2 separate regions of the Ovis aries genome follow, and region 2 is linked to region 1. Evidence: chromatin contacts called from public Hi-C data. All regions are on one chromosome and are shown on one strand. Each heading gives the region's core, a stretch centred on a gene start, on an enhancer-like site or on the middle of the called end of the contact. The rest is flanking DNA. Distances are from core to core; before and after follow the strand shown.

Region 1 (5,882 bases), core at 1,668-4,167:
GGACCAGGAAGGGCGTTCACGCAGAGCACCCACTCTTGCCTGCATTTGTTCTTTCACCCAGCGGACTGGCTCAAGAGTTGCTTAGGGTGGAGCTCTCATGAGACCCAGGAGAGACAGATGGGTTCATCAGTGCTTCCCTCACTCTGCAGGGCAGACTTAGTGAGCACCCATCAGGTGTCAGGCTCCACCCCCTAGTATAGCCTGTGGGAGCACCCCCAGCTCTGGGTAGTTAGTGCGCGCTGCTCTGGGACCCCTGCCAGGTGCAGGTCACCTCGGTCTTCTCTTGCTACCTTCTTGGAATTCCCTATGCCTGTTCTCATTGTTGGTTACATGGGGTTGGTCTGTTGGGGAGTTAAAATTTTAGTGTTGGATATCTGGGGACTCTGAAGATGCTACTACTGGCCAGGGGTGTGGGGTGTGGACTCACCTTAGTTGAGGGCCAAACAGGGGAATGGGGAGGCAGTGGAGCAGAGCAGGATAGGAGGCTGCAAGGGCCAGCAGGAAGAGTTGATCCTGTGCCATGGGGATGCCAGGAAAGTTTTATGAGCTGGGACATGCATGGGCTCTTTGCCTCTAGGTGGTGACTGCTTGATGTGTGGGGAAAGGGAGAAGGAAGAATTGCTGGAGTTATTGTTTCATTAGCCAGCATCTATGCACAGAGGGCTATGGCTTGTGAAAGGGTTGTGTGCCCTGCCCTCAAGGAACTTACAGTCACTTGGGAAGAGAGGAGCATCAATCTAGCTCAAATGTATAATTTTAATCTGTGATACCTGGTTAAGAAAAACTGAGGCTCTCTGAAAGCATAGAGCAGCTGCACCTGACCTAATCAGAGGTTCAGGGAACGCTTCCCTGAGGTGACATTTGCACTATGACTAGTCTTAAGGGAAAAGAAAAAGCACTTGTAGAGATTTCCCTGGTAGTCCAGTGGCTAAGACTCCATGCTCCCAATGCAGGGGACCTGGGTTTGATCCCTAGTCAGTAAACTAACCCCCTCCCCCCCATGCTGCAACTAAGAGTTTTCATGCCACACCTAAGACCTGGTGCAGCCAAATAAATAAATTTTAGAAAAGCACTTGTAGGAGAGAAAAGAGACAAGGGCCAGGGCCCTGGGGTAGGAGAGAGCCTGGTTTGTTTCTTGCAGTTAAGATGGAAGTGGCAGGGGAAGGGGCTCTCAAGCATGGGGGAGCTGTGGGGACTGGGACTGGCTTGGTTGATGGAGTCAGGAGTTCTCCACTGTGCAGGAAACCCACAGGGAAGCAGGTTTGGGGAGAGAATCCGTTAGGAGTGTGGTGAGTGTGGGAGCCTTCAGTATACTAGGGAATTATGAGTTCCCCAGGCAGCTGCAGGGCACATCAGAGCCCCATGGTGAGGTAGAAACTGGTACAAAACCAAGCTCACGTGTGCCCCTCATGATTAAATCAGTCTGGAATAGGTTTGGGCACCACCTGGCATTTAGGGAACAGTTTCTGAGGATCCTGCCAGGAGGCATCCTGGAGGACAGTCTGGTGGGGGGGGGGGGCTGTGCCTATAAATGCCTGAGCCCCCTACCCATGGTGGTAGTGGGATGGGGTGGAGAGGAATAGGACTCGAAGTCTCTTGGACTGTCTCAAGCACAGGACACAGGTCTACTGGGTGGAGCAGGTGTTAGAGTGACTCAGGGTACGCCCTTGCCTGGTAGTCTGCTCCATGGTCCAAGTGCTGTGTCCCTGGATGGAGGACAGCAGCAGTTTCCAGGGATGTGTATGTGTGCACATCCCTAAATTTGTGTGCCTATTTGTGCCTGGTTATAGTTGCATGAACATGGAAGCACGTGTGGCTGCGTGCAGCACTGGGGCGGTTTCACGTGTGTGTCAGGGTTCAGGTCTGTATGGGACTATCTTGTTGTGTGTGTCCTTGGCTCTGACCCACACGTGTATACTAATCGAGGACCGAGGGCAGGCATCCATGTATGTGGGCTGGTTCTATGTGGGCATTTGCATGTCCCTGCGTGTGCCTCCGTGCGTACAGGTGTGGGAAAAAAGTGTACTCGCCTTTGTCCACGGGTGTGCGCGGACTTGTGTCCACAGAGGGAGATAGGTCTGCGACCGGAGGCCGCCGTGTGGCGAAGCTGCGGGGGCGAGGCGGGGCGCCCTTGGCGTGTTGGGGGAGAGGGGCCCGAGTGGAGGGGGCGGGGTGGCCCGGGGGCGGGGGACTCCCTCCTCCCCTCCGCGCTGCCGGCGGCGCCGCGCGGGGCTCGCCGGGCGCACTCGCCCAGCGGAGGAGGCTACAGCGCCGCCGCGGGCCCGGCCGCCGCCATCAGATCGCCGCTGGAACTGATATCGCACGGCCGCCGCCGCGGCCCGGCTGAGCCCCGCGGAGGGAGCTTCGGTGGGAGGGAGGGGGCCCGTCGACTCCCGGCGCCCCCGCCCCGGCGGCGGCGGCGGCGGCGGGCCGGCCGCATGCTACAGATGGTGAAGACGCTGGCCCAGTTCACCATCGCGCTGGAAGACATGCGCGAGCTGGGCCCGGCCGCCGCCTCCGGGGAGCCCGCCGGGGGGAGCAACAGCGCTGACCCTGAGGAGCCCGGGGAGGCCCAGGTACGGGGAGGGGGAGGGGCATTGAGGGACCTGGGCCAAGGCTTAGAAGTCAGGCGCCCCGGACTGGGGATGGCACAGGCAGAGATGCTGGGGCCCAGCAGCTGCCTGGCTGTGGGGCTGGGGACTCAGTGATCAGTGATGGTGGCAGGGAGATGGAAGGTGTGTGAGAAGTCCTGGCAGGGGTGGTGTGGCTAGCAAGATGCTGAGGTTTGGTGCCACCAGAATGCAAACTGGGGATGGCAGAAGAGCTGGCAAGCTCAGCTGGGTAGCAGGCCTGCACCCTGAAACCCAGCAGTGCTTGGCAGTCCTGTGCTGAGCGCCGATACAGGTCAGCCTGGAGGCTGAGACTGTCACCAGGGTACCCTGGGTCCACAGGCTCAGGGAGAGGAGGTTTTGCCAGCCTCTGTCTCAGGATGAGCGTATGTACTGCGGGGTAAGGGGCGGTCAGGTTTGCTCCCCTCCTTGCCATCCTCTCCCTGGAGTCACTGGGCCTGTGAGGTGTCGTGCTGGGGTGGCAGTGGTGGTGTCCCCATTCCTGGCTCCGTGTGTGCTCCCCTGCGGGGGAGGGGGCAGCTTCCACCCGCTGTCTCTGTGCTTTGTCTCTCTGGGCCTGGACTCGATTGTTCCGCTCTCCTGGGCTCCAGTGGGGGCTGTGGTTTTGTCCTTCCTCCTCCCTATGCCCTATTGTGTGTCTCTCTAAGGACCTGGATGCATTTTTCCTCTTTGCGGGGTGTCTGGCCTTACAGCTTCTCTCTGTACACATGTCTCTGTCTTCATGCCGCATATGTAGGAGTCTCAGGCTTTGGGTCATGATGTCCCAGTTATACTGGTAGGAGGGCCCCCCCCTCGGGCCCCCTCACCCCCACCCCGCCCCGTCCTCCTGCTGTACCCCTTGGGCCCCACGTCCCCTCCCCGTTCAGGGCCCCGTGTAGTGAAGGTCTGGGGTTGGGGCTGCTGAGGGGTGAGAGGCTCTGGGGGAGGCTGGGCCTACAGGGCTGTCCCTCCCAGAACAGGTGTGCCTGCTGATCTGGTTGACAGCTGCACTGCCTGTCCCCTGCTTCCCCTGGCCCCCACTGACACTCACACCCGTGTCTGGGCACGTGAGGAAGGGGCGCCCAGTGCAGTGACAGGGAGCTGGCCTTGTTTTCCGTACCTCTACCTGACAGCTGAGTGACGGCCCGCTGTGCTTTTGAGCAGGGAGGAGGCTGGAAAGGCGGCTGTTGCAGCGTCAGCCTCCCTGCATGAGTTACTAACCCCAGCTCTGGGCCATCAGGCCCAGCACCCGCCCTGCCTCCCTCAGGGGGCCTCCCTGCCCATGACCCTCACTGCTGGGCCTGGCAGGCCTGGGCTGGGGAAGTGCTGCGTGGGGGGTGCTGTGCCACCCAGGGCCGAGTCTGGCCTGATCCAACAGTCGGAGCTGCCTGTCCAGCAGGGAGACAGATGTAGATAAACAGCCTTGCCAAGACACAGTGAGGATGGTCCTTAAAGACCCAGTGTGTGCAGAGAGCTGCCCTGTTCCTCAGGTCCTCGCTTTCCCAGCACTGGGAGGGAGGTATTATTTGTTCCATTTCATAAAGGAAAATGTAGAAGTCCAGGTGGTTAGGTGACCACCCATGGTCACACAGCTGGGAGGGGCCAGGCTGGGGGCCCTGTGGCTCATGGCTGGCTGGACAGTCTGAGTGAGAACTCTGAGTTCTTGGCCCCTAAGTCTCAGCATGAGGTGGCTGAGGAGACTCGCTTACCCACTCTGCCAGTCACTGGCTGTGTGGCCTCTGACAGGTCAGGCCACTTCTCTGACTTGACTTCTTCACCGGTGTATTGGCGATGACAAGTGCTGTCATGGAGCTGTGAGTGTGAGGCTGAAGCGAGGCCACGTCTGTGACACGCTGAGGTGTTTCCCTGCAGGAGGTTGGGTATCTGGGCCTTTCCTTGGGAGGCCCTTCTGGCCCTTGTTGCCCTCCCTCCCAAGCTCTCATCCTTGAGGGGCCTAGCTGGTGCTGCCTCCTACTGGAAACTGCCCTGGTTTTTTAAGGCCTCAGAAGCACTGAGCATAGGTGGTCTGGCTGTAGCTGGGGGCTCTGAGACAAAATCCAGTGCCTTCTTACCCATCAGAGCACAGCACTGAGGAGGGGGCAAGCCAGCCTCTTCCCCTCCCCCTAGGGGGTGCCATTCACACTCCCACCCCTGAGTTCCTAGCATAGAAGCCTACTTTTTAAAGTATGCCTTGTTGTAGTACAGGCCTGGGGACAGGCCTGACCTCTAAGTCCCTGAGTCAGAGGGAGGGGGGGACCTGCGGTGTCTATTAGTAGAGGGGTGAGCCAGTGGCTGAATCAGGCCAACTGGGCAAGCCCAGTGCTTAGGCCACTCAGCAGACACAGACTGTGGCACAGTAGTGATCAGCCCTGCTCCACCGGCTGAGTCCCAACCCTGAGAGGCTCCTGGGGTGGGCACTAGAGGGAGGCCACAGACACAGACACCCACCATGGTATCGTCACACACGAAGAGCATCCACGCTGACTGGCAGGCCTTCATGGCTGGAGCCCAAGCTCCTGCTGAGGCCAAGCTGAGGACTGACTGGGAAGGAGAGGGGAGAATAAGCCCTAGAGATCTGGGGCCCAGCGGAGTTGGGACTTGGCTTAGGACCACTCCAGGAGCTTGGGGGAGAGAGCTGTGCCATCTGGGAAGGCTTCCTGGAGGAGGAGTGGGCCAGAGGCAAAGGAACTGGTGGCCAGGGGCAGGTAAGCTGAGTCCCAGGATGGAACACACACAAGGTATCCCTAAACTGACTTCCAGAAAAACCTTGCCAGAGAGCAGGGACTGCCCTGTGGGATGTGCACCTTCCCCTGAGGGTATGAGTGCGAGTCTCCTTAATGCAGATCATCAGAGCCTCGGAATGGAGATATCACTGCCTGGATCTCCTTAAAATGGGAAGAATAATCACACATACCTCATAGGATGGTCAGAAGGAGAAAATAGAGCACGACATTTAGAACAGTGCCTGGCATGGAGTAAGGCTCAGGTAACCTCTTTCACCGAGTGAACCGGGACCCAGCCTTGTCTGAGAGGGGCTGAGCCCTGCCCCTGCCTTGCTGCGTGACATTTAGCACTGCCGTTACCTCTCTGGGCCACCTTTTCTTTATTGTAGCAAAAAGTGACAGTTTTGACTTTCTGGGATGATGTGAAGCCCAGGGCAGGGTCTGACCCCACAGGACTTAGCCCAGAGGTGGGGTTTTCGGAGTTGGCAGCTAGAGTAGGGATGACCTGGAGGCATTGCCCTTCGCAAATGTGAGAAGCTATTGACTTTCT
Region 2 (5,882 bases), core at 1,657-4,156, 45 kb after region 1:
GGCAGTGGCAATGCATCAGGGCTGAGGCAGGCAGATTGGACTTGGGGCACAAGGGATTGCGTCTTGAGGGTGCCCCCGAAGCCTGGGGCGGCCCCATAACCGGAGGCCCCTGTGCCTGGGGCAGCGGACAGCGGGCCCGGCGCTGCCATGCCCCGGTGCTTCCTGCCCTGAGTGTGTCCTGCCCTGTGCCAGGGGCGGCGGGCAGCGGGTCAGTGGGCCCGGCGCCGCCTTCCCTGGTGCTTTCTGCCCTGAGTGTGTCCTGCCCTATGCCCTTCTAGCTGCTGCCCTGGCCTCTGGCCACTGCTACGTCGACAGCCCCTCGGCAGTGCCCACCCGGGCAGGAGCCCAATGTGGTGAGCTCGCCCTGCCCATCGGCCTCTCCTGGGAAGACTGTCGAGGGCTGGGGCAGGGACTCAGGCCTGGCTTCTGGCTCTGTTCTCACTCTTTCCCTCCTGCAGGAACCGGGGCGGGGCACATTATGTAGGTCCTGCCCCCCAGGCACCTTTTCGGCTTCCTGGGGCTCTCGGCCGTGCCAGCCCCACTCACACTGCAGCTCTCGAGGGAGGCTGGAGGCCCAGGAGGGCACAGCAACGCAAGACGCACTATGTGGAGACTGCCAGCCTGGGTAAGCCATGGGGTAGAGCGAGGGGGCTCATGACCAGGTGGCCAGGACTTGAGATCCAGGGGTCCCAGCCTCACTCGCCCCTGAGTGGGTCCCAGACTTCCCATCTGTGGTTGGAGTGGGTCGGGACCGGTGAGGGTGCCTGTGGGGAAGGTCCAGCCTCTCTGAGGATGGCCTTTGGGCTTCAGTAACATCTTCCCTCCCTGCAGGTGGTTTTCCCCTGCAGAGGCCCCGGGTGTTCCCTGCCAGCCGTGCGCCCGGACCCCCCTGGGTGGCCGCAGCTGTCACGGTGAGTTCAGACAGGGGCTAGGACTGGTGGGGGTGTGTGGGAAGGGTTCTGGCGAGCTTGAGCCTGAGGGCCCCTCTGCGTCCATCTGGGGCAGTGGGATCCTCACTCCCCTAGCCCAGGCTATCCAGCGGGACGTGGCCACTTGGTCCGCTGGCTGTCTCTTCTCTCTCCATCTCCGAGGGGCAGAGATTGTCCAGCAGGTGCTGTCACAGCTGGGGACTCACGTCCCAACCTGTCTCCTGTCCTTCCTTCTCCCCCTCAAAGTGACCCACATGGACGAGTGTGAGCATACACGCTCACATGCATGCACCTCCTCTCACCCGTGGAGTTGGTCACTTTCTGAGGAGACTAACCCGTGGGCCAGGCTTGTGGAGAGGCAGGATCTGGTGTCCCTGTGTACACCATTGCCTTTTGTTTACCCCTCTGGCCTAGATGGGGGGCTCAGGGTCTAGCCATCCTGATGGTCAAGTGGCCAAAAAGGAAGGGGCTGAGCTGGCCTTGGCTTCCCCAGTGTGGTGGACGGTGGGTGGCTGTGGACCTGTCAGTGCCACAAACCCTACCCCTGCCCCATGGCTCAGCCCTGGGCCTCGCTGAGTGTCTCCCTCTCTGCCTCTGTCCTGCCTCCATCCTCTGTGGTGCTCAGAACGGGGGCAACGGGTCCGACGTGGCGTGGAGGTGGCCGCAGGGGCCGGCAGTGCAGGGGAGACGTGGCAGCCTGGGAACAGCACGAGGGCGGGCAGCCCCGAGGAGACAGCTGCCCAGTACGCGGTGATCGCCATCGTGCCCATCTTCTGTCTCATGGGGCTGCTGGGCATCCTGGTGTGTAACCTGCTCAAGCGGAAGGGCTACCATTGCACGGCCCAGAAGGAGGTCGGGCCTGGCCCCGGAGGCGGAGGCAGTGGTGAGCCCACGCGAGGGTCGAGTGGGGAGGCCAGAGGGCCTGTGTTGGCCCAGCCTAGCTCAGCTTAGGGTCACCTGAGGGGCTCTACTTGGCCTGGAAGGGTGATCAGGAGAGCTTCCTGGAGATGTAGCACATTGGCAAACTGATAAAGTGGAAGGAAGGCTGAGATGGCCCAAGGTGGCAGCTGGGGCAGAACAGGCAGAGAGGAGGTCAAGGGGTTGCAGCGGGATTCCCTCCCAGCTGGAGGAGTGTGGACCCCTTTGGGGCTGCTGTTGTGTGTGTAGTTCAAAGGTTAGACTGCTTCTGGGGTACTCAGGGTGACCTCTGGCCTCTGGCCTGAAGGGCTGGCAGGGTACCTGACCTGGACAGGCACCATGAGAGGCTCTGGTTTCAGCTCCAGGCTGTGGTTTGAGTTACAAGCCCTGGAACCAGAGAGAAAGATGTTCCTCCTGCCCTTCCCCTAGGGCCCTGGGGCCCTTTTCTTTTTTCCCTCCCCCCGCCCCACGCTGTCCCCTGAGAGCCAGCAGGGCAGGGCCTCTGCTTGCATACAGTTCTGTTCACAGAACATAGTGGCCAAGTCAAGACTGAATGGTGCCTCCCATGCCAGTCCCCTTTCCAGCCCCTGACTCTGCAGGGCCAGGATGGGGACAGGACGGGAACTTTGGGCAGGCCATTCAGCCTGGAACCGCACTTGTTTTCCTAGCCTAGGACTCCCTTTAACTGGCTGGCTGCTGCCTGGGCGCAAGTCCTAGGACTCTGCTGCTGGCCCAGGACTGATTGTTTGGCCCATTCTCGTGCCCTTGAGGTCTGGGCCCTTGGTTAGTTACGAAGAAGACAGGGCGGAGTGACAGGCCCAAAGACAGAGTGTGACAGGCAGTGTGTTGGGGCTGGCGGGGGTTCTGGGCGGAGAGCCCGCCCACAGCTCCTGTAGGCTGAGGAGAGGGCAGGCCCTGGGAGAGGCTGGCCCCCATCCCATACACTGTGCAGGATGGTGGAGTTCAGAGGGCCCTGAAACCGCTCAGCACCTGGGGCTGCCGGAGCGGTGGCGCTGAGCAGTGACGGTGGTAACAGCTCAGGGCCAGAGCTGAGGCCCTAGGCGCGCACACCCAGGCCTGGGGCGCCCTCTGCTGCCAAGTCCTGGCGTAGCCGGCGAGCAGGAGAGGGTCCCACCCGCTTCTTCCCTGGAATCCTGGTGGTTCTCTCTCTCCTCCAGGGACCAGCCCTGCCTGCCGGCCTGAGGACACCAGTGAGGACACCATCGGGGTCTTGGTGCGCCTGATCACAGAGAAGAAAGGTGAGGAGGGAGGTCTGGCCCCATCCCCGCGCCAAGCGGTGCTCTGCCCCTCCCCGCCGGCGCGCCTCGGGCAGCCTGGCCCTCTGACCGGTGTGGCTGGCGGTGCTGCCCTTTCTTGCTCGGTGAGCTGGGGAGGAAAAGGCACACAGCCGGGGCTGGGGAGGGGTGAGTGGGCAGGGGTTGGTGTGGGGGCGGGCCCTCCCTGGCTGCCCAGAGCCAGGTGCTGAGAGCAGCTGCCCACAGAGAATGCCGCGGCGCTGGAGGAGCTGCTGAAGGAGTACCACAGCCGACAGCTGGTGCAGACCGGCCACCGGCCTCTGCCCAGGTGAGCGGGCAGGCGGGCCCCCGACCGCAGGTACTCGGCCTGCCTCTGGGGACTCGCCCCTGGGGTGCGTTTCCCCTCCTGTCACTGCGGGGTCTCCTGGGCCTGCCCCACCCTGTGACCCTCCCGCCTGTGTTCTCCACAGGCTGTCGCCGGGCCCCCCCAGCATGCCGCACGTCTGCCCGCATCGCCAGCACCTCCACACCGTGCAGGGCCCGGCTTCACTCTCGGGCCCCTGCTGCTCCCGTTGTAGCCAGAAGAAGTGGCCCGAGGTGCTGCTGTCCCCTGAGGCCGCAGCTGCCACCACTCCTGCTCCCAGACTCCTGCCCAACCCAGCCAGGACCCCCAAGGCTGGACGCCAGGGCGAGATCACCATCCTGTCTGTGGGCAGGTGAGGGGGGCACAGACCACAGGTGACCCCCTGATGGCTGTCGGGGAGGCAGGGCTGTTGGTCGATCCGTGAGCAGCAGGTTTGGTGGCAACCCCACCCTTCCTGGTCTCAGTGGGCCTCTCTTTGCAGTGGGGGTGGCCAGGGTCCTTGCCCCGATAACACCTGAGCCCCCAAGACACCTAAGAGCCTGGCCACACATGGCCTAGAGGTGGGAGCCCGGCAGTGGGTGGGCAGACATGGGAGGGCTCAGGCTCTGATCCAGGAACTTGCTGTGCGACCCTGGCGGGTGCTGCGCTCTCCATGCCTGGGGATCCCCCTCTAACGGGGGAAGGTGGCACCACTGCTCCTCACAGGTTCCGTGTGGCCCGAATTCCCGAGCAGCGCGTGAGTTCAGTGGGCTCCGAGGTGAAGACCATCATGGAGGCTGGGCCCTCAGGGAGTGAGCTCCCCAACTCCCCACGACCTGGCCTCCCCAGTGAGCAGCGGGCACTTCTAGGAAGTGGTGGAAGCCACACTAAGTGGCCGAAGCCCCCAGCAGAGAACAAGGCCGAGGTGAGGACCCGAGTGGGAAGGTGTCTTGTCAGCACCTGGGCCACTTTCATGGCGGACAAGGCAAGGGTGGAAGTCCAGAGGGCACTGGGCAGGGGCTGCTTTCTTGGAGCCAGAAGCCCCGACAGCTCTGACCCCTCACCCCTGTCCCCCAGGAGAACCGCTATGTGGTCCGGCTAAGTGAGAGCAACCTGGTCATCTGAGGGGCTGTCCCATCTGAGGACCCTGCAGCCCTGCCCTGAGCAGTTCCGAAGCCTTCCTGGAGAAGGTGGAGCTGCAGCTGGGCCCATGAGGATCCAGAAACGCCAGCAGACAAAACCGCCAAGGCCTGGAGGTGGGAGTGTCCACCCTGGTGAGGAGACAGGCAGGCCGGCCGGCGGGTGCTGTGTGCAAGAGCAGGTGGAAGGCTCCCCGTCCCTGCCACCCATTTCCCTCCCCGCAGGTCCCTGAGCCTGTGCCCTGCCCTGACCTCTGCTCCACCGGGCGGCTAGGCCTTGTGGTGGGGAAGGGCCCTCTGCCTGGCACCCCTGGCCCCACCCTTGCCTCTGTAGGGGGACCGCTCCGTTCTTTTCTGACAGGTCCTATAAAGGACCTGGGCTGGGAGCTGAGTTCTGGGTTTTCATCTGGGGCAAGCCCCTGGCCATTACTGGGTCCCAGTTTTTTTGACTGTGAAGTGGGGGTGGCAGCGTCGCGGCGCACAGGGCCTTCCCGCCTCGCAGGCTCTGGGCTGGGTTGTGGGGGTGGAGAGCTCGACTCCACGCCGCCCCTCCCACTAGTAGCTTTATCTGACCCAGTTTTTGCTGCTTCAGGGCTTCCACCTTCAAGTCTCCCCTGGGGCTGCCTGAAAGTGGCTCTGCATACATAAGGGGCCTAATGCATGTGCCTGCCCCTGCCCCTGCTGTTTTTATTGAAACTGAAGAAACAGACTTGCCCTGGGCAGGACTGTGGTACAGAGCCCCAGCCACCCCCAAGATCTCAGGCGCTTCAGAGGGAAAGTGGTGTGTGTGACGGGGCTGGGAAGGGGCCTCTGGCCTCGGTGGTTTGTGTCCCTGCGGTGTTGGTGTCTGTCCCCTGGCCTGGGCAGTGCAGGCGACTGCCCCGCCTCCGTCTCCACGCTGGCTCAGCAGTCTCGTTATTTATGTGGGGCTGTGCAGGCACGGGCCCACGGCTGTCCCCGTGTCTCTTATTTATTGAAACTTGGCTGTTGTCCGTCCTTGTGTCTCCATACCCATCCATTTGTTGAATAAAAATGTGGGAAGTAGTGTCAGGAGGAGCTTCTGTCCTTGCACCTCCTCCCAGGTTGCCCGCCCACTGCATAGTTCTGTCAGGCCCTGTGTGGGGGACATGCCATCCCTCCCCTGGCAGTGTCTGCTGTTTGGCAGGTGGGGCACCAGGTGAAGTGGGGCCAGAGGTGGCCTCGCAGGTCATCTGGCCTTATCTTCCCTTGGGTAAGGAAGAGCTGCAGTCCAACCACAGGTATAGGCTTCAGGGAGAGGGGGTTTTTAGTTAATCCC

What was found. A called contact is a pair of places that touch in the nucleus more often than the background predicts.
Region 2: a contact with region 1 is called in a Hi-C map of hypothalamus, with 3 times the contacts expected there. The contact joins two enhancer-like sites. A contact is called at or near these places in 7 of 16 Hi-C or Micro-C datasets (blood, hypothalamus, liver and 2 more).

The regions. Positions count from the first base shown.
Region 1 is chr15:51,553,759-51,559,640 of ARS-UI_Ramb_v3.0, forward strand. The region is part of intron 1 of ARHGEF17 (Rho guanine nucleotide exchange factor 17); the gene reads left to right. Among named protein-coding and RNA genes, the nearest start is that of RELT, 29 kb to the right of the region's middle. Within about 2 kb of position 2,918, at least 6 of the 54 cell types and tissues checked have an H3K27ac peak or open chromatin away from gene starts, as enhancers often do. A contact at or near this core is called in hypothalamus, where this site is marked.
Region 2 is chr15:51,598,440-51,604,321 of ARS-UI_Ramb_v3.0, forward strand. It overlaps RELT (RELT TNF receptor), which reads left to right. Exons shown (of 11, transcript XM_027979523.2): 3 at 279-353; 4 at 459-625; 5 at 832-911; 6 at 1,555-1,812; 7 at 3,026-3,106; 8 at 3,350-3,431; 9 at 3,574-3,819; 10 at 4,173-4,371; 11 at 4,524-5,635. The coding sequence ends at 4,571. Among named protein-coding and RNA genes, the nearest start is that of RELT, 16 kb to the left of the region's middle. Within about 2 kb of position 2,907, at least 26 of the 54 cell types and tissues checked have an H3K27ac peak or open chromatin away from gene starts, as enhancers often do. A contact at or near this core is called in hypothalamus, where this site is marked.